Linked DNA regions of Mus musculus: all the other regions are linked to region 1. A link is a contact called in public promoter capture Hi-C data. All regions are on one chromosome and are shown on one strand. The core of a region is the stretch at or near the end of the contact, and the rest is flanking DNA. Distances in the headings are between cores, read along the strand shown.

What was found. Promoter capture Hi-C pulls out the DNA fragments that hold promoters and counts their contacts. Capture Hi-C pulls out chosen DNA fragments and counts their contacts.
Region 2: a contact with region 1 is called in a promoter capture Hi-C map of embryonic stem cells. The contact joins the promoter of Cox7a1 here to the promoter of Fxyd5 in region 1. A contact is called at or near these places in 1 of 39 promoter capture datasets (embryonic stem cells) and 1 of 115 datasets of contacts at active chromatin or transcription factors (bone marrow-derived macrophages).
Region 3: a contact with region 1 is called in a promoter capture Hi-C map of liver. The contact joins the promoter of Tyrobp here to the promoter of Fxyd5 in region 1. A contact is called at or near these places in 5 of 39 promoter capture datasets (cranial neural crest, embryonic stem cells, hematopoietic stem and progenitor cells and 2 more), 1 of 115 datasets of contacts at active chromatin or transcription factors (bone marrow-derived macrophages) and 1 of 9 other capture datasets (liver).
Region 4: a contact with region 1 is called in a promoter capture Hi-C map of pre-B cells, with 2.8 times the contacts expected there. The contact joins the promoter of Arhgap33os here to the promoter of Fxyd5 in region 1. A contact is called at or near these places in 3 of 39 promoter capture datasets (cranial neural crest, liver and pre-B cells) and 1 of 9 other capture datasets (adipose tissue).

Annotation. Positions count from the first base shown.
Region 1 is chr7:31,038,902-31,045,866 of GRCm38.p6, forward strand. It overlaps Fxyd5 (FXYD domain-containing ion transport regulator 5), which reads right to left and starts at 3,430. Exons shown (of 9, transcript NM_008761.4): 1 at 3,189-3,430; 2 at 2,496-2,556; 3 at 1,282-1,356; 4 at 137-193. The coding sequence starts at 2,556. It overlaps Fxyd7 (FXYD domain-containing ion transport regulator 7), which reads right to left. Exons shown (of 6, transcript NM_022007.1): 3 at 6,052-6,126; 4 at 5,807-5,849; 5 at 5,670-5,710; 6 at 3,614-4,003. The coding sequence ends at 3,981. The region is part of intron 2 of Gm38984 (a long non-coding RNA gene); the gene reads left to right. Mir7050 (microRNA 7050) reads right to left here and starts at 1,416; the gene lies at 1,357-1,416.
Region 2 is chr7:30,180,663-30,187,627 of GRCm38.p6, forward strand. Cox7a1 (cytochrome c oxidase subunit 7A1) reads left to right here and starts at 3,509. Exons shown (of 4, transcript NM_009944.3): 1 at 3,509-3,583; 2 at 4,423-4,509; 3 at 4,613-4,697; 4 at 5,250-5,368. The coding sequence starts at 3,569. The coding sequence ends at 5,305. It overlaps Capns1 (calpain, small subunit 1), which reads right to left. Exons shown (of 11, transcript NM_009795.4): 11 at 6,272-6,871. The coding sequence ends at 6,845. Gm5113 (predicted gene 5113) reads left to right here. Exons shown (of 3, transcript NR_157376.1): 3 at 1-1,662.
Region 3 is chr7:30,410,932-30,417,896 of GRCm38.p6, forward strand. It overlaps Tyrobp (TYRO protein tyrosine kinase binding protein), which reads left to right and starts at 2,851. Exons shown (of 5, transcript NM_011662.3): 1 at 2,851-2,968; 2 at 3,411-3,437; 3 at 3,573-3,719; 4 at 4,701-4,744; 5 at 6,413-6,651. The coding sequence starts at 2,908. The coding sequence ends at 6,478. It overlaps Gm32029 (a long non-coding RNA gene), which reads right to left and starts at 2,788. Exons shown (of 3, transcript XR_391237.3): 1 at 2,683-2,788; 2 at 2,444-2,502; 3 at 1-1,151. It overlaps Hcst (hematopoietic cell signal transducer), which reads right to left. Exons shown (of 4, transcript NM_011827.3): 4 at 6,781-6,915. The coding sequence ends at 6,875.
Region 4 is chr7:30,512,565-30,519,529 of GRCm38.p6, forward strand. Arhgap33os (Rho GTPase activating protein 33, opposite strand) reads left to right here and starts at 2,558. Exons shown (of 12, transcript NR_036630.1): 1 at 2,558-2,637; 2 at 5,818-5,936; 3 at 6,172-6,337; 4 at 6,413-6,567; 5 at 6,645-6,705; 6 at 6,783-6,907. It overlaps Prodh2 (proline dehydrogenase (oxidase) 2), which reads left to right. Exons shown (of 10, transcript NM_019546.5): 10 at 246-838. The coding sequence ends at 418.

The sequences.
Region 1 (6,965 bases), core at 2,180-4,679:
TGTCTGGACAAAATAAGTAAGGGATAGAGTGCAGCTGGCAAGGGTCTAGAGCTGGGGTGTGCTGGAGGGAGTGAGGACCAGCAGCTGTCAGGGGTAAGGATGCAAGTGTGGGTTCTGCCCCTCCCCCTCCACTCACCTTCTCTGGTCCAGATGAGAGGGGTGGTCTGGACTCCTGGGCTGGTTTGATCTGGATCTGGGGTAAAAACAGGGTCAGAGAGAGAAGTGAGAAGGGAGCAGCAGAGAGTTTCCCTAGGTGAAGACTGGAGAGTTTCCATAGCAACTCGATGTTTTTCTTAACTGCCTATACAGTGTGCAAGGTGGGCAGAGGCACTCACTCTGCGGTGTCTTTCCTGAAGAGCCACCTGCCCTCCCTTCTTTGAGACAGGCTCTCTCATCTTCTTTGGACTCACCAAGTACGCTAAGCTGACAAGCCCTGGAGATCCACCTGCCTCTGTCTCCCCACCTTGGGGTTTACAACCACATGCCATTATGGCGGGCCTTATATAACAGCTCTGGGGATTGAACTGGGGTCCTCATGGTTGAACATGGTCCATGTTGAGGCCATGAGAGGAATTCAGGTTCCTTGATAAGCACTCATGTAGGATGCCTGGATCTCCCTTGCCTCCACACCCATTAGCAGGACTCAGACGCCTTCCCTGGAAAAAAGGTGTTTGACTCAGTTTCCCAAACCTCCCTGACCACAAACCACTATTGCCTGCTCTAATCAGGACTCCTGGGCCAGGCATGGAGGGGTGCCTGTCAGCCCAGCACTCAGTGGCTGGGTCCTGGTTGGAGACTCCTCCTCCTCCTCTGACATCAAACAGGGCAACTGATGGCAGAGCAAGATGGAGCTTTAGCTGGCTGGGATGACTGAACCCCACATAGAACAACTGGAAGCAAGAGTTGGTACTAGGTTCCTCGTAGTAGCTTTTAAGCACCTAGATCAAGCCATTATTGAATCTTTATCCCTATTTTTTTTTCCTCCCAGTTACACAAATGTAAATTTCCCTCTTTGGTCTAAGCATGGTGGTGGTGTTGTCCACGGTGAGAATTTCATTGATCACTTTCCTTTCCTTTTCTCTCTTTTCTTTTAAAAGATTTACTTATTTTATGCATGGGAATGAGCACATTGTAGCTATCTTCAGACACATCAGAAGAGGGCATCAGATCTCATTGCAGATGGTTGGGTGGTTGCTGGGAATTGAATTCAGGACCTCTAGAAAAGCAGTCAGTGCTCTTAACCACTGAGCCATCTCTCCAGCCCTCGATCACTTTTCTTACCTGGGACATTGTCACGAGTAGTCGCAGAAGTCTGGTCCGCTGTAAAAATGGATGTGGGCTTTTTTGGTGTCTGCCCTGGGGAGATAAAGGCTGAGAGTTCAGGAGGGAGTCTCTCACCCCCTTCTCCTGTCTTCTGTCCCACCTCGCCAGACCCACTGAAGACCCAGGGGAATCAGCTTTAACTGGGTCACTCTACAGTCTTGAGTGTGACTGAAGTCTTCCTATTGCCGCAGGACCTTTGCACACCCTTGCAGGACAGCCTCATTGAGAGTGCAGGTGTTTGGGGTAAACCAGGGCCTTGGAGCACATTCCACTCCCGACCACTTCCTCCTCGCTCCGTGACCTGAGCCACTCATTTGCCTCATCTGAAAAGCACGAGCTAGTAAAGGAGCAGGGCTCTCTGCCCCATAGACAGACAGCTAAGGAGGGAACGGGCTTGCTCCTCATGCTTCATGGGCTAGACCCTGTCTCCTCCCCCCCCCCCCCGAGATGCCTAGCAGCCTTTGCAGCCAGAAGTCACCCGTGAACACCCATGCCAGGACAGACAGACCCTGCAGGCTCAGAGCCCACAATTTTTACCTGGTCCCACATCTTCTTATCGATTTCACCCCAACCCAGTCTTCTACTGACTCTCAGATTCATTGGGCTTATCAGCAGCTCCTTCTTCTTCTTGTGCCCCACCCCGCCTTGTGTGCTCACTGAACAACAGTTCTCTCCATCCACAAAATGGGCATGGCGAGGCACAGAACAGAACTAACTGCCCACCCACCTGGGCACTTTTACAAGTACTTTCCAGGCCAGAGTGAGGGTCTCTGAGCCCCAGCTTGGACCCCTTTGCCCAACTGTATTCTCAGAAAACCCATCAGTTCTGCTTTGCCTGGAGCCTGGGGTTTCCTGGCGGCCGAGTAGAAAACTGACACCAATCTCCCAGCCAAGTCAAACTCAGCAAGTTCTTCTCAGAGGTGAAAGGGAGGATGCTCAGCAGGACAGGCTCCAGTCAGACCCTCTGGATCACCCGAGCTCAAAAGTGTCCAAAGAGGGTGCTACCCAGAGCCTGCCTCGCCAATCCCACTTCCTGGTGCTCGCTCACTCGGTGGGGGTTGGCGAGGGAGTAGAGTGAGAAGATGGTACCCAGTATTTGAGCTTTGCAATCACCCATCTAGCTGCCTCCTGGAGCTGGATTGGGGCGAGGGGTGGTGGTGGTGGTGTCTTACCTCTGCTGGGCAGAATCAGGGCGACAATAGTGAGGAGACACAGGCGACTGGACAGTGACATCTGTGGGACAAGCTGAGGCAAAGGTAAGGCATAGCCCCTCCGCACCCTCCCACCCCCTCGCAGCCTCTTTGGAGCAGGCGTCTGGTCTCAAGGACCCTCTGGTATCTGCCTTTGGGGAGAGATTTTTTTTTCCGTCTCAGGCCACCATCCCCTTCTTCCAGGAGCTGATCCCCAAAGAAAGCCAGAAGCATCAGGCGAGCCTGGCTTCCTGACACCCCTGAGGCAAAGATGCCGCTCCCTCCTCCTAAAGCTGGAACTGATCCTCCCGACCCATGGTTCCTGAGTGGAGGAAGCCAGTGGCCCGCTGTGTCTGCTCCCTCGAGGGCAGGAGCCCAGAGCAGCGGGGCCAGGAGGGGAACAGGAAGGGTGACTAACGCAGGGCTGCTCTCAAAGGAAAAAGTGAGCTGGTGTCCGGCTGCCCTGCAGGCACCACCGCGCCCAGCACCCGTGATGGGCAGATCATAGAGGGACCTGTCTGCCCGCAATGGAGGCGCTCTAGGGAGACTGAGGCAGAAAAGGTGCCCACAGAGTGAATACGAGGCAGAGAGGCATCGAGATCCTTCTCTTCTCCTCCCAAGCAGCTTCCCACCTGCGTGTGTGGCCCAGAGCAATAGAGCAAAAGAGGGACTTACATCTGAGCCGGAGATCTCCAGACTGAAGTGTCAGAGTACCGCGTGGGAGCTGCCTCAGGGTGGAGGGTGTGGCCACGGGCGGGCGCGGACGCAGGCAGGCGGGGACCAGAGCGTCCCAGTCATTTCCTCTCTCGTTTCCAGGCCCCACAGGCAGGGGTGGGAGCTGGGGAGGAGGAGGATGGTGGGGGACTGAAGGCGGTGGCCTCCACTCGAGGATCTGAGGGACGCAGATGGGGGCAAGGTGCAGAGAAGGGAAGACCCTTGGGTGAGGTGTGGAAGGAAGGATGTAATGAGAGGGAGGAGACCCTGGAGGGAGGAGGAGGAGGAAGAGAAGGAGGGGGGAGTGGGGAGGGGGGAAAAGGACAATCAACTCAGCCTCCCACCCAGTCCTCTGGTGCCCACAGACGACAATACACAGACAGAACGGGGGGAAAAAACGAATGCACATTTATTAAGCTCAAGATGTGGACCCTGAGGGGAAGCTGGGAAGGTCCTGGAGAAGGAGACCAGGAGATGCAGGAGGGAGGGACACTAGGATCCCAGGGGACTGGGGATGGACTCCTGGATCCCAGGAGCTGGAGGCCTGAGTCTCTGGGTCTAGGGTACAAATAGGATCGTTGTTGCCAAGGCCTGGGGAGGGAGAGCGGGGTGCATTGGCTCCGGCCTTGGGGTGGGTCTGGCGGCTGATTGGGGGCACACTCCCTGGCGCCAGGCTGGGTCCCCACCGCCTTCTCTGGGTCCTCTGGTTCCTGCACTCTGGCCAGGGACAGCAGTGGAAATCTGCAGAGGATCCTACACACCGCCACCTCCAGGGGCTAGGAACAGAAGAGAACTCAAGTTACTGACCTAAGGAGGGAAAGAATCAGAGTCCAAGGATGGCTGCCCTTTAGCTCTTGGGGGATCCTCATGTCTTCCTGACTCCTGATATCTGGTCACTGCAGGGAAATCTTCATAGCTACTGTCTGCCCCATCTCAAGCAATGGAGAAAGGGAATCCAGCTGTGGTGGACACCCAAGGCTGACCTGAGTGTTTTGGGAGGCTTAAAGTCTCCTTGGAAGAGCCCCCACCTCATGCTATACTCCAGGCTTCTTTTCTACATATGCTCCAGACAACCTAGGCATCTAGCAGGTGTCCTCCAGGACAGGCTACCTTTGTTCTTCTGCCCAGCTAAGGCTGGACCAAACACCTCCTTCCATCCTGCTCCAGCACCACAGAGAGATACCCGTGATGTTCTTAAATCTCATTAAGAATATATGAAACATGATGTAGTTTTCTCATGAAGTCTCCCCCATTTATACTTAGTTCTTTAAGCACTACTCGTTGTCATAAGTTTATTTTTTTTCTCCCATTGAGACAGGGTTACTCTGTGTAGCCTTGGCTGTCATGGGACTCTCTGTAGACCTGCCTGCCTCTGTCTCCTACTAGGACTAAAGGCATGCACAGCTCCCACCTGGCTGTCATAAGATTTTAATGGGAAGCCACCTCAATAGTTCACACCTGTAACCCCAGCACTTGGGAGGCTGAGGCAGGAGGATGACTCTGAGTGTAAGCTTGGCCTGGGCCACACAGTGAGTTCTTGCACAGCCAGAACTACAGTAAGACACTGTAAAAGGAAGAGAGTTTTTACTCCCCAAAAGTCCTTAGAAAGGAAACAACTCTAAAATTTAAACAAGTCTCCCATGGATGCCCCTCGAAACTTTCCTCCTTCTCACTCCATCTTATCGTCTTCCTGTCTCCATGCGCTGACCCTCCCTTCTGTCTTCTGCACCAGTTTCCTCCTCCCCGCACTTCCTTCCAGACAGAACCCTTTCTTCTGCTTGTTTTTGAGACACAGTCTTGTGTGTAGGCCAGGCTGCTCTCAGATGCTCTCTATAGCTAGGACTGACCTCGAAGTCCTGGTTCTCCTGTTTCCACCTCCAGTGTGCTGAGATTATGGGCAGGCAGTTTAGGTATTTCTGAGGACTAGACCTGGGGCCTCGAGCATCCTCCCCAGCAGCATCCTCCCCCGCCCCCCTTTTAGGACAGGGTCTCACTATGTATCCTGGCTGGTATGGGATTCACAGAGATTCACCCTTTCTCCATCCCCTCTCACTCCAACCCTCCTGTGGTGGGATTAGAGGTATGTACCACCATTCCTTGCCCACCTCACTCCCATCTTTAAATGTGTATTCCATGCTTCTGATTGTCTTTATTCAGCAGCCTGCGCTCTGCCCTCCCTCTCCCTTCTCTCCCCTGCTCTGCCCTTCCCTGTGTGGGTTTCTCAGGTGCTAGCCTCTTCCAACTTCTCAGACTTCCCCAGCCACACCCCACCAAGCTTTCCGAGGCTTGCATTTCTTTAGGACCTTCTTGAGATATTTCTGGAACTCTCCCTCTGTGACCCCAACCTCCGAGGGACCTGGAATCCAACCCCCAGACTGCCTCCACCCACGTAGCCCTCTAAGGATCCTGCTACTTCTAAGTGTCCCCCAGAACCATGCTCACCTGAGGAGGGCAGTTCCGACTTACAGGATTTGCATGTTGGGCTGTATAGGGAGAGAAGAGGAAGCTTAACAGGCTTCAGGGGATGCTCCCGAGCCCTAGGTTAGGGGTCTCCATCCCAGGACCCCAGGCTGCCCCACCTCTCAGACCTGGAATCCGCCTTCCTGCACTTCACCTTCTTGCCTGTTAGGAGAGAGACAGCAGGGAGCAATCGGGGTGTGAGAGGACAGAGCAGGGCAGGCAGAGGACCTTCAAGGATAAGGATGGGGTGGGACCAGCAGGAAACCCTCAAAGATCAAAGATCAGGATCTTTACCAGTGGGGATAGGGTGGGGTGGGCAGGAAAGCCTCTAAGGTGGGGACCCACAGGTGGGGAGGGCACTTACTCAGGATGATGATGATCCCCAGCACGAACATGATAGTGGCCAGGGTCATCCCCACAGTCTGCACAGTGGCATAGTCTAAGGGAGACAGGGGAAGCTCAGGACAGCACAGCCCCAGCCAAGTCCGTGCCTCAGCAGAACAAGAGAGCATGCCTTTAGTCCCTGAGCCACCAATTCCATCAGGGAATAAGAATCCAAACTCTGCCTGGGCCAGAACCTCTGTGCACCCCCTCCCCCAATGCTGCCCTTCTGGATTCTCACCTCCACACTAAGTTCTATCAGTTGCCTCTTCCCAGATCCTCATCTTGATCCTGCCCTCTATGATCAAGGCCTGGACTATCCCAGCAGACCTCTCACTGGTCCTGCTGCCCTGTTTCCATTTCCCTCCCATGGCCATGAGAACTCCATTGCTTCCAGTCAGAGCAGGAGCCCCCTGAGGCCTCTCTATTGCCCTTACAGGATTCCAAGCAGAAACCAAGGTAAATCAGGATTCATATCTCAGAGTCATCTTACGACTGTCCCCAAGTTGCTTCTCCAGTTATTTCAGCACACAGGCCCATAGTCCTGGAGTCAATGGAGTTCATACCCAATGGAGACATTGAGTACTTCTTGTTATTGGGGCAGGCAGCAGGCTATCCTGACTAACACAGTCTATCTACCACTGATGTAATAAATGAGAGTCCTTCAGTGAATGACCTAATCCTGATCCTACTCAGGCTTCAGGGACCCCTCTCTTTCCACAGTCCTCTGCTTAGCCATCTAAGCCTCCCTATTCCTACAGCATACCAACCATCCTGCCTCAGGACCTTTGCACCAGCCACTTTCTCTACCCAAAGGTTCCATATATGTGACTTCCTCATCAGCCTGTGGACCTAAATGAAGTGTCCCAATTAAAAGTCTCATGCTCCCAGCTCTCT
Region 2 (6,965 bases), core at 2,259-4,758, 860 kb before region 1:
CTGTAGACTGGGCTAGCCTTCAACTCAGAGATCTGCCTGCCTCTGCCTCCTGAGTGCTGGGATTGAAGTGTACCACCAATGCCCAGGCACTAGCCATCTACCTAATCCTTTAATACAGTCACAGTCCTGGAGCCTGCCAAAGGGCTATTTAATTACATATTAAGGTATTTAATTATGGACAATAAGTGATTCCAACATCTCCCAAACACCCCCTCCCTAGAAGCCCAGGATACTGAGAGCTGGATGCCCTTTCTCTGTGCCTTGGTCTTTCTGGTGCCCAGGCTCATACTCAACCTATTTGCGGGCCACCAGATATCAATGCATAAGTAACATCGTCAATCCTTCTAATGGTTCAAAGAATCTCAGGAGCTGGGTACTAGGAGCTGGAGGCAAAGACAAAGATGTATTTTCTGTTACACAGCGGCTACCTTCATTCAAACAGAAGTACTAGTGGGTTTCGTTTTGTGGCAGAGTCCCTCTATACAGCCTTGGCTATCCTGGAACTCAAAACCACCCTGCCTAAGCCTCCCACAAGGTTTATAGGTGTGAACTTATGGCATACCTTAAAGCACTTTGGGGGCATCTGCTTTCCTACATTGGAAACATTTTAAAATGACAATTGTAAGCCTGGTTTGTGATACTTGGTTGAGACTACAATAGTCAGCAGGGTGAGACGTGAGAATCCCGAGTTCCAGGCAGGCCTGAATTATGTGGCAAGACCCTGTCTGGGGGACAAAGTGGGAGGGGGCATCGCAGAGTAGGGTTGAAAATGTAAATCCAGAATTATCAGATTCGTGGAAGGAGTCAGGTTGGAGGAGCAGTTGAGTGTTTTTGCCACAAGATGGCAGCACAATGCTACCAAACAGGTTTTGCAATCTAGGCCACTGCATGCAGCCAGTTCTGATACCTGCCTTCCACCACAAGCAATTTTCTGTTCCTTTGCTTGCTTGCTGTTTTGTTTTGCTTGAGACAGGGCATCAATATGTAGCCCTGGCTGTCCTGGATCTTACTCTATAGACTAGGTAGACTTCTTAGACTCACAGAGATCTGTCTGCCTCCTGAGTCCTGGGATCAGGGACACACACCACCATGCCAGAGGCTTGCTTGTTTTTAAATGAAGGGATTCACATAATGGCCTTGAACTCCACAGGTAACCAAGGTTAGCCTTGTCCTCCTAATTCTTCTTGTCTCTACCTCCTAAACCCTGGGGTATGGGCTGCTATGCCTGGCTTGGGGCGGGGGCTTACATGTAAACATGCACAGGGCTCCATGTACTGTAGGCCAAAAGCTGACGACAGGGTCTTTCTTGGTTCCTATTTATTGAGTGAGGGTCTCTAGACCCAGGACAACCTTATAGGATCAAACAGCAAGCATGCTGAACCATAGAGCTGATTTGCTAGCCTTTTTTGTTTTTTTCTTTCTTGTGGGAAGCGGTTTCGCTGTGCCTGTGTGGCTTAATTGGTAAACAAGCAATGTGCGCATGTGCGAGAATGTTTTCGTGCCAAGTCTTGGCCCATCCCGGGGCATGATGATGAGGCTCTGGGAGAGCAGCCAATCAGGTGTGGACACGCCACACTAAGGTGTATATAAGCAGCGCCTTTTTGGTGCTTGGGGTCTTCCTCTTCATGTTGAAACTGGTGTAATAAAGTTGCTGCAGAAGGATCCGGTTTCTCACGCGTGTGTTCTTGCTGGTGAGACAATAGCGCGTGTGAGACTTTCTTTCTTTGGTGTTTTCAAGACAGGGTTTCTCTGTGTAGCCCTGGCTGTCCTGGAACTCACTCTGAAGACCAGGCTGGCCTTGAACTCTAGCCTGTCTTTTTCTTAACTATGCTAACTGAATTCTGCAGTAAGCTCACTTTATTGCCTCAGTAAACCTCTAATTATACAGACATAAAGGCTAGAAATTAAAAGCAAAATGACCCACTCACTAGCAGTCAGACCTGGTGATTTATCAGGGTCCATCTACAATTAAGCCTAACTCCTAAGTCCCACCCAGATGGCCAGTCTCAGAGAGAGAGAGAGAGAGAGAGAGAGAGAGAGAATGGGCTGCCATGTCACCTCTGTTTAGGTTGGATCCCAAAGAAAAGATCTAGGGCTGGGCAGTGGCAGTGCACGCCTTTAATCCCAGCACTTGGGAGGCAGAGACAGGCAGGCAGATTTCTGAGTTCAAGGCCATCTTGGTCTACGGAGTGAGTTCCAGGACAGCCAGGGCTATACAGAGAAACCCTGTCTCAAAACCTAAACCAAACCAAAAAAAAAAAAAAAAAAAGAAAAGATCTAGGAAGCTTAATTTCAGCTAAAAAAACAATACAAATGCCCCATATTTTTCTCTAAGGGAACAACTCTTTCTCCCTCTGCTCTTTCCATCTCTCCCATCCCCTTCACGACCCCTACCTCCCTACCCTCCTCTCCTCCATCTGTTCACTGTCTATTCTTTTTTATTTTGTTATGTGCATTGGTGTTTTGCCCGAATGTATGTGTCTGTGAGGATGTTGGATCCCCTGGACCTGCAGTTACAGACATAGGTAAACAGCCATGTAGGTGCTAGGAACTGAACCAGGGTACTCTGGACTAGCAGTCAGTGCTCTTAATCGGCAAGCCACCTCTCCTGCCCTCCATTGTCAGTCCTTAAACTGTTTTTTTTTTTTTTTTTTTTTTTTTTTTTGAGACAGGGTCTCTTTACGTAGTGCCTGTAGCAAGGCTGGAACTCACCGTGTAGACCATTGTAGAACAGTGAGCCTCAGAAGTGCAGGAATTAAAGGTCTGGGTCACCACGGCCCGCTTTTCTTTTTTCTTTTTCTTTTTTCTTTTCTTTTTTTTTTTTTTTTTTTTTTTAGTTTTTCGAGACAGGGTTTCTTTCTCTGTGTAGCTCTGGCTGTCCTGGAACTCACTCTGTAGACCAGGCTGGCCTCGAACTCAGAAATCCACCTGTCTCTGCCTCTGCCTCCCGAGTGCTGGGATTAAAGGCGTGTGCCATCACGCCCGCACAGCCCCCCCCCGCCCCTCCCCCCTCCTTCTCTCTCTCTTTTTCTCTCTCTCTCTCTCTCTCTCTCTGTCTCTCTCTCTGTCTCTCTCTCTCTCTCCCTCCCTCCCCCCCTCCCTCTCTCTCTCTCTATCTCTTTAATTTCTTAAATCAGTTCTGGCCTGGTAAATATCTTTATCTGTATCGGGGTGACTCCTTGTTTCCTCAAGAACACTGGGGAAGATCCTGACTTGGCCCTGAGGAAACAAATATGGAAACTAAGGCTCCAAGGTGCAGTGATCACTCATTCAGAAGACAGACATTTATCTCTGCCCTCACTGGCTCCCAGATTATCAGCAGGGTAACCCTAGATAACAGCCAGGGAGTGGCAAGTCCCTGAGCCACTGTCATTGGGGTCAACCCAAATGCGGAAACGATGACTGACAAGTTGGAACACTTTCTCTCTGACCCTATTGGACAAATCTAATTTGGTCACGCCCCACCAGTCTGGGAGTCAGTGGGCGTGGCTTGGGATTCCCTTAGGGTAAAGTGCTGCACGTCCTTGGGCGAAGAGGGGAGGTGACTCGGAGCTGCTGAGGACGCAAAATGAGGGCCCTACGGGTGAGGCCCCAGCACGGGCTGTGTCGGGGTGGAGGGGAACCCCACAACCCAGATGCCTAACCTAAACATGCCAGGATCCGGAGTCTTAGAACAGGTGCACCCTTCAGACTGGGACTTCCTCCCTGGCAGCCTGAGCTTCCAGACAGCACTATCCTTAACATGGTCCAGAACCCTGGGTTTAAGCCTCCGTTTACCCGAGTCCCCCTTAACATCCCAGGGGGCCCTAAAACCAACTCTCATGGAACTTCCAAGCCAGTCTTGCCATCCCTGGAACCTGATTTTCTGGTATTAATCTAGCCCTCTCCTTCAAACCCCATAGCGCCCATTTCACATTCTCAGCACTGGAGTCTCTCACAGCCTGCAGAGAGTTCCAAGCTGTAGCTTCTAGACACCGATTCCCCATCCCCACTCCTTTGTTTGTTTGTTTGTTTGTTTGTATGTTTGTTTTGACACAGGGTCTCCCATAGCCCAGGCTGGTCTCTAACTTGCTATGCAGCTGAATGTCCTTGACCTCCGACCTCCACCTCCCAATTGTAACAACTTATGTGACACCTCCTCTCATTTTCTAAATGCTTACTAAGTAGCCCAGGCTGGCCCCAACTCCTGCTTTCCTCTTGAATGCTGGGATAATAGGCTTCCACCAATGTCTTGACAGATGTCCCCACCCCCAACCCCCACCCCACCCCCGCTCTCACTAGTAACTATCTTGCCTTAAGATATCTTACCTAGTTCTTCATCAGAAATGTAGTCCCCACATCGCAAAGCGCTCCCTTCCTGCGGGATCCACATGAGGGCAGATCTCCAGGTGCTCCCTACAGACCCATCTCCTATCCCTCCAGGTCTCCCAGGCTCTGGTCCGGTCTTTTAGCTCATCTACCAGAAGCCACTTAGAAAACCGTGTGGCAGAGAAGCAGAAGCTCTTCCAGGTAGGCGGGACAGAGTCTCTGGACCTAATGAGGGGTGGGGGTCGCTGGGCAGGTGGAGGTCTGTGCAGGAGCCAGCAACCCTGTTCTCACCCCTCCAACTCAGGCCGACAATGACCTCCCAGTACACTTGAAAGGCGGGGGAATGGACAACGTCCTGTACAGACTGACCATGACGCTGACTCTGGGGGGTAAGTGCAGGACCACTGGCTTGCTCTGGTCATAAGAATAGCCAGGGTCCTCGGGCAGTGGTGGCGCATGCCTTTAATCCCAGCACTTGGGAGGCAGAGGCAGGCGGATTTCTGAGTCTGAGGCTAGCCTGGTCTGCAGAGTGAGTTCCAAGATAGCCAGGGCTACATAGAGAAACCCTTTCTCGAAAACAAAACAAAACAAACAAATAATAATAATAATAGCCAGGGTCTGGGTCGGTTGGTGCTTCAGAAGGTCTGAGGATCCACTAGTGCTCAGGAAGGGAGCGATGGGTTACCTACAGCCCTGAGGAAGTGGGGGTAGCAATTGGTAATGCCCACACCAGTCCAGAACAAGCTCCTGGCCTAGTCCAAACCCAAACGGGTGGAGGTGGGGATTTCCCATGAGGAATCTGGTTTGGGAGGAAGATAACAGCCAAATAAGAGCTGTGATCCTTTAGGAGCTGGGGGAACCTAAGGAGGGGCCTTTAGAAGCCTTTCAAGAGGTCAAGAGGGAATTAGGGTCTTATTTGATATCCAACTCCTCCTTCCTAGGCACTGCCTACTGCTTATACTGCTTGGGCTGGGCCTCCTTCCCCCACAAGAAGTGACACCAAGAAGCTTGGAGGACTTGGACAAACATCAATAAATATGCTAATCTCTTGAGAACCCAACCCGGCTCCAGCCTGTGTGTCTCTGTTCTAATCCACCTTCCCACAATCTGGGGTGTCTACGCAGTGGAAAGCAAGTTACCAAAGATCTTGGTCCCTGATGCTGGACCAGCGCTGTGCCTAGGACAACCTGCTTTATGGATGCCTGATGGGGGCGGGGTGGAGGACCTCAAGTGGTGATGGGAATGGGGAGCAGGGGAATTATAACCTGGAATGGAATCCCCGCCCATTGCAGAGGTCCAAAGGAGTGGGGGGGGGGGGGGAGGGGAGCTAGTTCCAGGGCAGCCAGGGCTATATTTCAGACATACCCTGTGGCAAAAAGGAGGGATGTTGACAGTGACCTATGAACCGAAGGAGAACAAAGGTTGGTGCCAAGATTGAAGCTGGCTGGTGATAGAGCTGAGTGGAAGAGCACAGAACCCAGCAGCGAATGGAAGTGTTTGTGTGTGTGTGAAAGAGAGAGTGAGTTGGTGTGTGAGCACGTGTGAATGTGGTGTATGAGTGTGTGTATGTGGGGGGTGTATATCTGTGAGGGTCTATGGTGTGTGTGTATATGGTGAGACTGAATGTGAGAAAGAGAATGTGTGTGTGATGTGTTTGTAGGTGAGAGTATGTATGTGTGAGTGTGTAGTGTTGAGGGTGTATATGAGAGTGTGTCGGTATGTGTGTGTGATGTAAGTGTGGGGGGAGTATATGGTGTTTGAGTGTGTGTGTGTGTGTGTGTGAGAAAGTGTAGTGTATGTGTGTGTGTGTACTTTGCTGCTATTGCAGAGGATTGGGGTTCAGTTCCCAGCACCCCAGTGGTGACTCATGATCCCTCATACCTCCAGTCCCAGAGGGTGGCACACACATAGTACATGTATATACACACACATTCTACACATACACATTAAAAAAATAACCAAGTTACTCTATAGAGCTCATGTTCCCTCCTGCCTGGACTCAGCACTCAGAGTCCGAAGGAAGCAGCAAGTAGAGAGAGTTTATTTTCTCCTGGGCCCGACCGCTGTGCAGGGGGAGCACAGAGCAGGCGTAGGCACTAGGGTGTGTGGACCTGCCATGGCCTGGAGTTCATCTGGCTGCCTGGGAGGTAACTGTGTGAGTGTGTAACAGGGTGTGTAGGGACAGGTGTGATCCTCCCAGAACTAAGACAGGGCCCTTGGGACATGGAAGCAGCAGGAGTGCTAGGCTTGGCACACAGACAGGATGAAGGTAACAGATGGCGTGGATTGGGTGTGCTAGGGTGGGGTGACCCTTCAGTAGAACAAGCTAGCTTGTCTCAGAGCCAGGGGTAACTCAGGGTGCAGCAAGGTGTGGCATGTTGAGCTCTGGCTGCTGATTGGGAAGCTGGGTACCAGAACAGGGAGACGAAAGGCCTCTGGGTAGCAGGACATGACCATGAAAATGCGGCTGCAGTCAGGATCAGGGTTCAAGGTGGCTCCATAGTGAGCTGTGAGGGGGCAGGTCTGCCACTCCCATTCAGGAATACATAGTCAGCTGCAGCCACTGGAAGAGGAAAGAAAGCACAGATGAGCAAAGGGACCCTGGAAAACCAGACACGTCACCCAAGGCCTGCTGGGCAAACAGGATGGTAGGGGCT
Region 3 (6,965 bases), core at 1,601-4,100, 630 kb before region 1:
TTTTTTCAGTACTAGAGATAGAATCTTGGGCCTTGAACCTGGTTAATGAGCGCTTTACCACTGAGCTACACCAGCGGGCCTGTTTTTCTGTTTTTCAAAGCCTCAGGGGGCTGCTATCGGGCTGAGAGGTTGTGGCAGCTGCAGACCCAACAGAGTGCTGGGGTTCTGGGACTGTGGGTTGTCACCTTCCGTGGCTCTTGACCTGCTGCCTGGAGAGGTTGGTCATCTGATAGACCTCAGCCTAGCTTCCTGCAGCAGGACACCACTGCAGAGCACAACCCATCAGAAGATGCCTCTCACCACATCTTCTTTCTTCACCCAAAGATAGACCCTGACCACCATCTGGCCCTGAGACCAGCAGAGGTCTGCTTTCTGTGGCTTGGGCCTGCCGGTGTATGAGTTGTGAAAATATTGCAAGATGTCATTTCTGAGCTGGTTGTGGTGGCCTGTGCCTTTAACACTAGCACATGAGGGATTAAAACATGAGGGTCGTGGGCCATCCTCAGCTACAGAGCATGACTATGTTTCAGAAGGGTTGGGGGGCAGGCTATAGAGATGGCTCTGTGGCTAAACCTCATTTGTTTCCCTGTTCCCACATGGCAGGTCCAGGGGAGCTGATGGCCTCTTCTGGCCTCTGAGGGTACCAGGCATCCATGTAGATTTAGGCACTCAGACATTACATAAAAATAAAATAAATCTGAAGAAAGGAAAGCAACATAGATGGGTGGATGGATGAATGGATCGGTCTTTTGGTTAGGATACAGTGTGTCCTTGGGTCTGGAAAGGTCCCTCAGTCAGCAAAGTACTGGACCCACAGAAAAGACTGGGCCTTGTAATCTTACAACCAGGGTGACAGAGTTGAGAGGATTCCTGGAATTGGGGTGTACAGCCTGGCCCACTGGAACCCCCAAAACTTCCCATGTCTTAGCAACTAAAGAGGACAGCAGCACTCCAGCCAAACCAAATCCCCCTCCCACAGGAACGTGTTGGCTCTGACTTGGATGGTGCCCTGGTGTCTTGGCTGTTCATGGCACTGGATGGTGCCCTGGTGTCTTGGCTGTTCATTGCACTGGATGGTGCCCTGGTGTCTTGGCTGTTCATTGCATGTGTTCTGGAGACAGGACAGGTGTGGGAAACAGGATAGTAGAAAACTGGGAAACAGGAGAAAGATTTAAAAAGGAGAAACCATAGCTCACCTCTGGACATGCTAACACCACCCAAGAGAGTAGTTAGCATGTCATGAGTACCTACTATGTGCCAGGCAGAGTTCCAATGATCCACACAAAGTCCTCTGGAGATACCGGCCTTGTGTCCTCTGGTTCCGGTCCCCATGCTCTACTTCTGCTCATTAGCAGAGGGAACCTTGACCCCCAGCAGGGCCAGCCCCCCCAGTCCCGCTTCCCATGGCCACACAAAGGTCCTGAGCTCAGGCTAGCTCAGGGTTGTATTAAGAGGCCCACTGTGCCCAGAGAGACCCTTTCCACCCCTCTAGCTCTAGACTTCAGAAAGAAACTTTTGGGGCTGGAGAGATGATTAAGAGCACTGACTGCTCTTCCAGAGGTCCTTAGTTCAATTCCCGGCAACCACATGGTGGCTCACAACCATCTGTAATGGGATCCGACACCCTCTTCTGGTGTGTGTCTGAAGACAGCTGCAGTGTATTCATTTAAATAAAATAAATAAATAAATCTTTTGAAAAAGGAAGAAAGAAGCTTTTGGGTTCTTTAGGAACCAGACTCAGGGCAGTAGTGGCTGTGATTATCAGAGACACCTCCCCGACCCCCAATTCTAGAGTCCCCTCCTCCCAGAGTGGCATTAGCTTCTGTCCCATGACTACTATCTGGCTTCCCCTTTCTCTTGCACCCAGGGTGCTACAGGGCGTGACATACAGTGGGGGGTGGGCAGGGGGGGGAGGTTTCCTGCATCTGGCTCTTGCCTAAGGGCTCCAACCTCAGGTTCCTCCTTCTCCAGTTCTCGATCAGGCTCCCACTGGGGACTAAAATAGTCCCAACCTCCTCTCCCATGATCTCCCCTCTGTCCTGGCTCCCGGTTGCTCCCCTGCTTACCAGTGTAGCCTAGCCCAGCCCAGCCAGTAGTCACCACGTGGCCACCACCTGCCTCCCCTCAAAGCCCCAACTCTGTGTCTGTGGTGTGCACATCTGTTTTCTCTCTGTATCTTTTTTTTTCTTCTTCTAACAGTGAAGTGGCCATCTTTAGGTCCTGGGTCCTGTCTGTCTTTCTTTGCTGTGTGGCTATGGGCAAGTGTCTTTACCTCTCTGTAAAATGGGAGAAAGGCATCAACCCCTGGTGAATACTATGAGGACTCAGTGACGTCACACATGGGAGCACTGTCGTGAGTGCTCCTGCTGGTGGCTCTGTCCTCCACAGCCTGTGACCATGATGGGAGGGTAGATATAGAATAATAACCACGGCTGATACTTACAAGGCTAATGTGGGTTGGATCCTGCTCTAGTAATGCTGGTTGGCTGAGACCCCACGACCCTGCAAAGAAAGTACGATTTAATTCTCAGTCTTGTGGATGAAGAAATCAAGGCCCAGAGAAGCTAAGCGACTTGGAAAAGGTTGCCCAGCTAGGAAGAGGCTGAGCTGATTTCAATGACTAGCACCCACAGTCCCTCCTGTTCCAAGATTTGCCCTCTATCTGGAGATGAAGATGAAGACCTGACATGTGTATCTCTTCTCTTTCTTGTTCAGCCCATTGGGACCGTGGCACAGCCCCCTGAGCTGCATTCTTTCTGCGGCCATGTCTATACGTTCCTCCTCCCTGCTGCTGTCCCCTCCTCCTGCTGCCACCACCCACCTCACACTTCCTCCTTCACTTGGTTGGACGTCACACCAGGTCCCACCAGCCCCTGGACTGTGGTGTCCAGTGCATATCTGGCCACCATGGGGGCTCTGGAGCCCTCCTGGTGCCTTCTGTTCCTTCCTGTCCTCCTGACTGTGGGAGGTGAGTCGGGGGGCTTCTGTGGATGCCTCCTGTGTCCTCAGCTCATGTTGGGGCCAGGACTAGGCAGAGAGCAGGAAGGGACAGCACAGACAAAGGGGAAGGCTGGGCAGAAGAAGGTTCCTCTAGAGCCTGTGGGTTTCACCCTGAGCTAGAGGCCCTGAGATTTGGAACCTGGTAGTATCAGTAGGGGGGACATTGAAGCTCACAGATATACCTACCACATGTTGGTCAGTACCGGCCGCTGGGTGCTGTGAGACCAGCTCTTTCCAACCTTCTTCACCTTCTACATCCACTGTCTGTGCCTCAATTTACATCTTTCTTTTGAATATAGAATCACATATAGCCCAGGCTAGCTTCAAATTTGCTACGTAATTGAGGATAACCTCAACCTTTCTATTCTCTGTCTCCACCTCTCTCAGTTTACCTGTTCTTTTCTCCTTAGGATTAAGTCCCGTACAGGCCCAGAGTGGTAAGCCATAATACCCCCGATCTTTCTCTCTTCCTCTCAAAGACCTCCTCAGGCCACCCCTTCTCCTTCTAGCCCTCTTTGTGCTAACACCAAGCCCTGATTGTTAACCTGTGTCCCCCTCTTCATCCTCCTGAGACACTTTCCCAAGATGCGACTGTTCTTCCGTGAGCCCTGGTGTACTGGCTGGGATTGTTCTGGGTGACTTGGTGTTGACTCTGCTGATTGCCCTGGCTGTGTACTCTCTGGGCCGCCTGGTCTCCCGAGGTCAAGGGACAGCGGAAGGTGAGTGGGGCTGGAGGGGGCTGGTCTGGAACACTTTGGGACCTGGTGGGCAGTGGATACAGTGGAAGCGTCAAGGTCACAAATATCAAAAGGATGGGAGGGCTGGCTTGTTGTTATTGTTTGTTTTTGTTTCTTCCCTTAATGCTAAGGATCCAAATGGGGCCTCCCATTTGAACTGCAAATGCTTTTACCAACTGAGTTACACCTTCAGGCCAGAAGGGCTGGGGGTGGGGGACTCTGGCTTTTTTCTCCCTCTTATTTATTTTTTTATAATTTTTTTCCTCTCTCTCTGTGTGTGTGTGTGTGTGTGTGTGTGTGTGTGTGTGTGTGTGTGTGTGTGTGTGCATTTGAGTGTAGTGTCCACAAAGACCAGAAGATGGCACCAGATGCCCTGGAACTGGAGTTACAAGTGATCCAGCCACTGGTATGGATGCTGGGAATTGAACTTGGGTCCCATGCAAGAGCAGTGCCTACTCTTAACCACTGAACCATCTTTCCAGTTGCTTGGAGGGGCTGATTTTAAAACCAAAAATAGTCCCAGTCTGGGGCTGGAGAGATAGTTTGGCGGTTAAGAGCACTGACTGCTCTTCTGAAGGTCCTGAGTTCAAATCCCAGCAACCACATGGTGGCTCACAACCATCCGTAATGAGATCTGGTGCCCTCTTCTAGGTGTCTGAAGACAGCTACAGTGTACTCACATATAATAAATAAATATATATATTTTAAAAGTATAGAATAGAGTTTATTCTGGGCATGGGGAGGGGAGTTAAGAGGGTAGCAGAGGCAGAGAAAGGCAGAGAGAAGGAGAGAGTAGAGAAATGTGGGTGGGCCAAGGCCACATGGAGAGAGGGAGGAAGGGAACTGGGAGTAAGTAGGCAAGAGGCAAGAGAGTAAGAAGGTAAATAAATCTTTAAAAAAAATTGTCCCAGTCCCCAGCTTAGTCCTTCTTCACACCATATGTCACTCTCTATCCCTCTCTAGGGACCCGGAAACAACACATTGCTGAGACTGAGTCGCCTTATCAGGTAAGAACGCCAAATTCTTCTCCACCCTTGCTCCTGCCCCGTCCTGGCTATCCCCCTCCCCAGTACAGACACACAGACAAACACACACACACAAATACACAGAGACATATATAAACACACTCACATAAATAAACACACACACATACCTACACACACACACACACATACCTACACACACACACACACACACACACACACACACACACACTACCCTTCCCAGAACCTTAAGGTCCCTTCCTCAGGAGCTCCCCCAATCCTGAAGGCAAAGGACTAACTGTCAAACATATTCGGTGGTCAACCATGACCTTTAAGCTCAGCTTCTAATGAGTCTCTTGTCAAGATTCTATTCCTCTGTCTCTCTCTCTCTCTCTCTCTCTCTCTCTCTCTCTCTCTCTCTCTCTCTCTGCGTGTGTGTGTGTGTGTGTGTGTGTGTGTGTGTGTGTGTGTGTGTGTGTGTAGGCAGGTTATAAGAGGACATCAAATCCTATCTTTACCTTATTTTTAAAATGGCACTGATTTTGCTCTGTATTTACATGTGTGTGTGGAGCAGGTGTGCATATGCACTGGCAGCCATGTGGGGGTCAGAAGACAACCCGTGGGGGCTGGTTCTCTCCTTCCACCTTGTGGATCTCTGAACTCTAAATTCTAGTTGTCAAGCTTGGCAGCAAGTGCTTTACCCACTGAACCATCTCACCAGCCCCAAGCCTCCTTCCTAACCTTTGGGCTCTGGGTGAGGCTATGTCTCTAGGGAAACACACACCCAGGCTGGTCTCTGGTACATGCTCTCAGAGACTCTGCCCCTGGGAGGCACAGACCCCTGCTCTGTGACCCAATTTCTGGAAGTCTACCTCCCTCCCTGTAGCCAGTTTTGCCCATTCGACTGACTCCTTGCTGGAGGAACTTTTTCTCTGAAAAGTGTTAGAATCTCTTGATTCTTGTTTTGAGTTTGGTGTGGGGAAGTAGTGGCGTGTGTCTTTAATCCCAGCGCTCTGGTGGCAGAGGTAGGCAGATCTCTGTGAATTTGAGGCTGGCCTGGTCTACAGTGTGAGTTCCTGGACAGGCAGGGCTACCCAAAGAAACCCTGTCTACAAGCAAACAAACAAACAAAAACAAAACAAAACAAAAAAGAATCTCAATATTGGCCATCTGATGTCCAGAAGACCCCGGGCTGTCTAGTTTCTGAGAGCCAGGAAACTTTAGGGCAAATGTCAGCCTGATTTTTTTATCCTTCGGTATCTTGGTTGAGGCCTACATGGATCAACACAGCACTCCAATTGGAGAAGCTTATTTGAAGCAACTTAACAAAATCATTTGGGGTGACATTATGAAGAGATTGAAGTGAACCAATATAATGGTGGGACAGGAAAGAAACTGAAGATGGGGAAACTAAAACATTGCCAAGACTCAAAGGGTGAGCAGGTTGAAGATCTGTGGGCTTGGTGCTCCAGGCATCGGGGTGGGGGGCTGCACATGTAAGGACCCTGGGGTTGGTGCCTAATGTGCAGGCAGAAAGGCCAGGAGAATGCTGAGTGCATTTGAATAAAATCTTGACCTTTTCATGATTTTAAGTTTGAAAAACCTGCCAGAGACCTTGAAGGTCATTAGGAGGCTAGATTTGTTTTTATTTGCTGGGCCCCCTCCAATGATGGCCTTTTTTTTTTTTTTAAGGAGCTTCAGGGTCAGAGACCAGAAGTATACAGTGACCTCAACACACAGAGGCAATATTACAGATGAGCCCACTCTATGCCCATCAGCGGCCTGATGCCCGGATCCGGTCATTCCAGATGCCTACTCAACAAGCCCTCTCTGGGATCAGGACTCCCGTTGGAATACAGATCCACAGGGTACCTCCCTGAGATATCTGACATTGTACCATTTCTGTCCCCAAATAAAAGACAGAGCAAAAACAACGACTGAGTTATTCTAGACTGGGCTGACGAATTGGGTAACAGTGGGGCCCCAAGAGCGGTCTTAAATCAGGAAACCACTATGCTATCTTGGAGGAAGTCAAATTTTGGAAAGAATAAAACTAGAAGTATTTGAATCGCTTTATTCCTGTCCTGAAGAAGTGCGTTCCCACGCACCCCAAACCCACAGGATCCAGGATGAGCGGGTCAGAAGGTGCCGTGGTCAGCCTCTGCCAGGCATGTTGATGTAGACTCTACCATCTTCTGGTGGGTGGAGTAGAGAGAGCATGAAGCCTGACCACCCACAACTCTTC
Region 4 (6,965 bases), core at 1,308-3,807, 530 kb before region 1:
CTCATAACAAGCAGGAAGAAAGGAAGGATGGAAGGAAGGAAGGACGGAAGGATGGGAGGGGGAGGGATAGAAGGAGAAAAAGACAATTATCACTTTTAGGTGTGTGCTGGGGAGTGTTTTAGTGATGGATTGTGTCTAACGCACTTCGTGTGCCATGCACACTAAGCAAGGGAAGTCGCTATTGCTGCTGATACCCAGGAACGCCTCTCTCTGAGCCCCACACTCTGCCAATGCTATCCCAACAGGGCAGGCTGGATATATGGTGTACAAGTCTATTCCCTATGGCTGCCTGGAGGAGGTGATTCCCTACCTGATCCGAAGAGCCCAGGAGAACAGGAGTGTGCTGCAGGGTGCCCGCAGGGAGCAGGCACTACTCAGCCAGGAACTGTGGCGGAGACTGCTGGGAAGGACGGCCTAAGATGTCTCCATCAGCACCATCAGGGGCCATGTGCTCAATAAAGGTCCCGAGTCCTGGCCCTGTCTGTACTTCTCAGAAGCTGCCTCCTTGGGGAAAGGGCTGACCCTGGTGTCTGCTCGGACAGGTGGGGCATGCCTGAGACTCAAGAGATCTTTAGTCCTGTGTGGTGGCACACTCCTGTTATCCTAGCACTTGGGAGGCTGAGACAGGAGGGCCATGTGTTCCAAGCCAGCCTGGACTACAGAGTGAGAAGAAGGAAGAGGAGGAGTGGGAGAGGGGAGGGGAGGAGAAGTGCTAGCCTAGGGTGGTAGTGACTTGGTAACCGAAGGGTAATTAATCCTTCAATGTGCTTAGCCAGGGATCTAGTCAAGAATTCTTTCCCTCTCAGAGGATTTGTAATAAACAACACAGGTGAATAGCAGACACTGATGGCCTACGACAAATGACTGCTCAGAAGGGGTGGGTCATTCCTTCAGTTAATAAGCACCGATGAGCAGGCTGAGGAGATGTTTTGGTCAGTGACATGCCTGGTGCACAAACTTGAGGACCTGGATTTACTCTCCAGCACCCACATAAAACTCCAAGCATGGGGATACAGGCTGAGACACAGATACTGGTTGGCCAGCCTTGCCCAGTTGGTGAGCCACAGGTTTCCAGTGAGAGATGCTGTCTCAAACAGATGTGGCACTCGGAAGCACAGGCAAGAGGATTCCAGGTTCTAGGCTAGCCTGGACTACATAGTGAGACTCTATCTCAAACAACAGCAACAAAACCCAAGAGCTGAGGACATAGATCACTGGCAGAACACTTGCCTAGAGTCATCCCGTGAGAAGCTGGGGCACAGCTCGATGGTAGAGTATGTGCTTAACATGCACAAAAAGTCTCTCTCCAGCACTGCAAATGATAATAAAAGCCACAAAGATGGAAAGGAGTTCCATGGTGGTGGCACATGCCTTCATCACAGCACTTGGGATGGGAAAGCAGGCGGATTTCTGAGTTCAAGACCAGCCTCGTCTACAGGGCAAGTTCCAGGACAGCCAGGGTTACATAGAGAAAACCTGCCTCAAAAAACAACAACAAAAAAACAAACAAACAAACCAGGGGCTGGAGAGATGGCTTAGTGGTTAAAAGCACTGGCTGCTCTTCCAGAGGTCCTGAGTTCAATTCCCAGCAACCACATGGTGGCTCACCACCATCTGTAACGGGACCTGGTGCCCTCTTCTAGCCTGCAGATGATTCATCAGAGAATTCATATATTAAATAAATTAAAAAAAAAAAAACCACCACCAAACAACCTAAAAAAATCCCATAGAGAAATGGTTCAGATTAAGGAGTGAGGAGCTACGGATAAAGGGAAGTACAGGGCCTTTAGACTTGCTCTGTGCTCCAGAGGCAACAAGGAATCATGGGAGTTACAGGCAGAGGGGACATGGCAACAGGTTCTCTATCATGTGGACGGTGAGCCAAATTAAAGGCAGCCATACCAGCATAGCTTGTTTCAGTTTCAAACAGTGGCAAATACTATGAACAAGTTAGGGGAAACTTCTTGATGCATATTGTTAAGTAACAAGGCGAGACAACCATCTAAAACTGAATGGAGCCAGCCTCGACAGTCCAGGTGATGTCTAAAGGGAGACGTTCTGAAGGGCCTTCAGGTATGGGGCTCAGGGAAGAGCCTGGAAGTAGTCATGGTGAACACGGGACGACAGTTAGAGATGCGGAACCGCGGTTAAGAGGGTCCAGGATGGCATGGCTGGGAGTTGGGAGAGATGGCTGAACGGTTAGGAGCACGGGCTGCCCACCCACCCCAGTGTCTTGATTCTTAGCACCCACAGGGTAGATCACACGCCCCTTTAACTCCAGTTCCTCTCTTTTGTCTATCGTGGACTTTAGGAGCCCGTGTGCTGCGCTTACATACATACAAGCAAAATATTCATACACATAATTAATATAAATAATAAATAAAAACTAAGAGATTCTGGCTGGCCTGAAGTTCTGGAGCACACAAGGAGGAAGGAGAGTCAACTGAAACCCTTGGGTCAACATCTCTGAACCTTCGCTATGAGATGGTGGGGTCGGGTTGGGGGAATGCTTCTTAGGGCAGGCTACTGCGCAAGTGCGAGGTAGCAGGAAGCCGCCGGCATATCTGCATCTAGAATTCCAGCACAGACAGCCGTGGCTGGATCACGGTTACGTGACAGTCACACTAGCGCCCAACGGTAGGTACCTGGCTGGGCCAGAGTCCAGGCCCAGAACTATTTGGAGCTTTCAGGACCCACGGCTCTTCACCACACCCACCTCATCTCCATACTCCACCTCCAGCCCCAGCCCTGCCCTCTTTCACTCAGACCCCACGTCTGTGTTGGAAACACCTAAGATGTTCCCAGCCCGCAGACCCCACCAGCCTTCCGGGCCTCCTAGCCTTTTGATACTTCAGAGCCTTACCCGGGCTCAGATTCTGCCCAAAGCCCTTAAATTTTCCTTGAAATGCCCGCCCTTGCCCTAAACCTCCCACTTATCACTTCTGATCCCTCGGGCTCCTGGTCTAATGGTGTGCAGCTCCCTGGCCCGGCCTACCAGACGGTAGATTTCCCATCAGAAATCTCCCAAATTCCCTTCTCAAGTAGACTGCTCCTTAGCTAGCCCTATTGTCCTTTATCCCCGCCCTCCCCTCAGGAGTGTACCCCATTCCAGGAGCTGACAGGCTCTAAGCGGGCTGCAGATGCATTCACAGGCTCCCCGCTTCCCTGTGGAGCTGGGCTCCGTGAGGGATCCAAACGCCCAGGTGGGGCGTCTGCATCGCCTAGCTATGGCCAGAGGCCCATGCTGGGGCCTAGCCAGGCTTCTGCGCAGAGGTGAGCTTCCACTGCCGGTGTGGTGTGGGGAAAGAACCAACCACGGAGGGACAACTTCAATTGAGCCGGTCCAGAACTGGGTGCCAGGGTCCTTATGCTGTTGCTTGCCAAGATCTACGGTCAGAGATGGGCTATCAGGGTGAAGCTGGCCTCGCGATCGTTGGGAACAAAATGTAGTTGGTGGGGAGGGGTTGTGCTGCGTGTGATAGGAGTCTCACAGTGTAAACCATTCTGCAGAAAACTGGGGGAAGGGATCCTTGGAAGCTGGGATGGCCTGGGCCAAGGCCCTAAAGTCCAAGCTGGGCATGTGTGTGACTAGCCAGATGTGGGGAGAGGAGAGTAAAAAGGTATTGAACCCAGACAATAAGAATCTGAGAAGGCTGGGCAGTAGTGGCTCACACCTTTAATCCCAGCACTTGGGTGGCAGAGGCAGGTGGATTTCCGAGTTTGAGGCCAGCCAGGTCTACAGAATGAGTTCCAGGACAGCCAGGACTACACAGAGAAACCCTGTCTCAAAAAAAAAAGCCTGAGAAGATGAGGGAATGGTGTTGGATTTTGTTGGGTGTTGGTTGGGAAAATCCCATTGAGACAAACATTCAACAATTTCACAAGTTTCTCTGATTTCTGTTATGTATCTGGCCACTGTCGGAACTTGCTTAGTAGCTGTGATTTTTTTTTTTTTTTTTTTTTTGCTGGGTTTTAATATTTTTGTTAGTTGAAAAGGGAGAAAACAGGGCACACGTGCCATTCTATTCCTCAGAAAGCTGCGGCTGGGGGAAAAAGACTGTGGGAGAAGCCTATGCTAATGACATAGCCTGTGCTAATGACATAGCCTGTGCTAATGAAACCCTGCCTCCAAAAAAAAAAAAAAGTATTTTTTCTTAAAGTATAAGACTAAACTCCCAAACCACGGTTGCCATTTGACACAGATATAGATATATATCTATAAAGAATTAAGTCTCTTGGGTGGTGGTGGCTCATACCTTCAATCCCAGCACTTGGGAGGCAAAGGCAGGACGAACTCTGTGAGTTCGAGGCCAGCCTAGTCTAAGAGTGAGTTCCAGGACAGCCAGAACTACATAGAAATCCTGTCTTGAAAACAAACAAATAACAAAGAATTAAATCTGTTTGTGCACTGAGTATCATGTTTGCTATTTGGGGTTTATAAGTGTAATCATAATTAGCAATTCCCGGCTAAGTCGTCTGAGTTTTTTCTCCCTAAGAGGATGGAATCGTACACAGGTGTTACACTTCATTGCCTTCCCTTTTTCTGTATCATCAAAGCTAAAGTGTGATTTTTTTTTCTTCCCACTGGTGCTAGAGCTAGAGATAGAACCCAGTGCTTTATCCATGCCAGGCAAGCACTCTGCCACTGAGCCACGCCCTCAGCCCCTCACTGGGAGATTCTAGGCAGGGGCTCTGTCACTGAGCTATGCCCCCAGCTCCTCACTGGGAGATTCTAGGCAGGGGCTCTCCCACTGAGCCACGCCCCCAGCCCCTCACTGGGGGATTCTAGGCAGGTGCTCTACCACTGAGCCACGCCCCCAGCCCCTCACTGAGGGATTCTAGGCAGGTGCTCTACCACTGAGCCACACCCCCAGCCCCTCACTGAGGGATTCTAGGCAGGGGCTCTACCACTGAGCCACGCCCCCAGCTCCTCACTGGGGGATTCTAGGCAGGGGCTCTGCCACTGAGCAGTCCAGGACATATTAATTTTGTCCTTTAATCCGTGAAAGTTGATTACACTGATAGGTTTTCTTAGGGTGAATGGTGCCTGCTTTCTGGGAAGAAGTCAGGTTTATACCTGTGTGTTCATAAATGGAATTCACGTACAGTTTTACTTTCTGGTTCTGGAAACTCATCCACGCTGGCCTCGTAAAACAAGCCTCACCCTGTTGGTGTATTTTCATTTTGGAACAACTTGTTTGGGATGATGGAGTTTTGGCAATGGTTTGTGTTTTAGGAAGATCCCTTTGGGGCACAGGTTGAGAGTGGAAAGCCAGTTGTCACTGCAGAAGATGGCAGAGGCCTACAAGTAAATAAGAGGCTGCGGATGTGCTGCTCAGAGATTCCAGCAGGGCCACCTCTGGTCTGGGGAGGAGACAGGCACCCCACCTTGTTCTAGCTCTGTGGAGCTTCTAGTGCACTGTGTTGAGGCGCTATTTCCTGAACCTAAAATCAAGGCATAGGTGTGCTACGTTTGAGGTCGCGGCTAGGACAGAACCAGAGGCGATGGTGGGATGGATGAAGAAAGGGGCGGGGATGAAGACAGACAGCAGAGGCTGGACTTGACCAGAGTGTTTGCCTAAGGCCTGGGGGTGTAATAGAGTGCGTGTTTTCAATGCTCAGTGTCCGGGTTGGGGCCTTAACACTCGCATGTAAATCCCAGCTCTCCGAGATGAGAGAAGCACAAGTTCACGGTCATCTTTGGGTGCATATTGAGCTCCAGGAGAGCCTGACAGACATGAGATGTGTGTAGCCTGGTGGCTGGAAAGACTTCTGGGAATCTGGAGCGAGTGCAATCTTAAGCTTTCTGTCCCTCAGTTGTTCAGGTAGATGGGGAGAACTCTGCTGGGCAGACAGCGCTCTTCCTGTCTGCGCTACTGGGCCACACTTCTGCTGTGCGCCTCCTACTGGCCTTTGGCGCCAACCCCAACCAGTGAGTGAGTAAACAGGTCCCTGTACCCTAACACCCCCAGGGCACAAGTCCCCTTCAATCCCCTCAGTGCCCTTCCTGTTCTCAGTTACCCTCTTCTCACTCCCAGAACTCACAAAGGTCCGCTCATCCCTGGAGTTCTCACGTGACCCACCCACATGACTCCACCCATCCACTCAGCCCCCATCCAGCTTCCCACCCCCTTTTCATCCATCCCGCCCTTGCCTCCCATTCTGCCCTAGCCGCTGCCTGGATGGCAGCACACCCATGCATGCAGGTGCCTCCTCTGGCCGAGGCTTGGTGTTGTGGCACCTGCTGCAGGCAGGAGGTGACCTGCGTCTGCGTGACCAGCAGGGTCGCACGCCAGGAGATTGGGCTGAGCAGGGTGACGCCAAGCAGAGCTGGGAGGTAAGTAGTGTCCAGGGCAGAGTGGAGGCTTCAAGGCCAGTGTGTGCTCCCAGGCTGACCCTGTGCCCCACCCAGGTGCTGGAACTGTTACAATGGTGCCGGACCCACATGTCAGCACTGGTCCAGAGTGGGGAGTTGGCCCCCAGTGTGTCCTTGAGTCAGTTGCAAGCTAGCTCTGGACACAGCCTGTGTGGCTCCCTTCCTTCACTAAGGCTGGTCCAGGCAGACAGGTAACAGCCCACACCCTTGAGTCTCAAGGGCCAGCACACCCGGTGACCTCATACCCACAGCCTACCCTTTATTCCAGGGCACTGAGGCAAGGGCAGATCAGAAGGTCCCCCAAAACCCCAGCGTTGGGGTTTGGCCAGGTAAGAGGGAGTGGGTGGGAGAGCAGTGACCACCTCTGCATCCTCTTGGTGCTCAAGCCCAGGCTCTCTTCCCTCAGTTGAGCAGCCTCCAGCCACCGGCACTGGTAATGGGCATCCCAGTAGTAGACCCCAAGGAGCTGGTACCAACCCAGGGTGAGCCTGACCGCACCTACAACAGCAGTTCTCATACTATCATGACCAAGTGAGAGCTTCCTCCATGCCCTCAGAGAGCCCTTCCCTCCTGCTGCCCTCACAAGGAA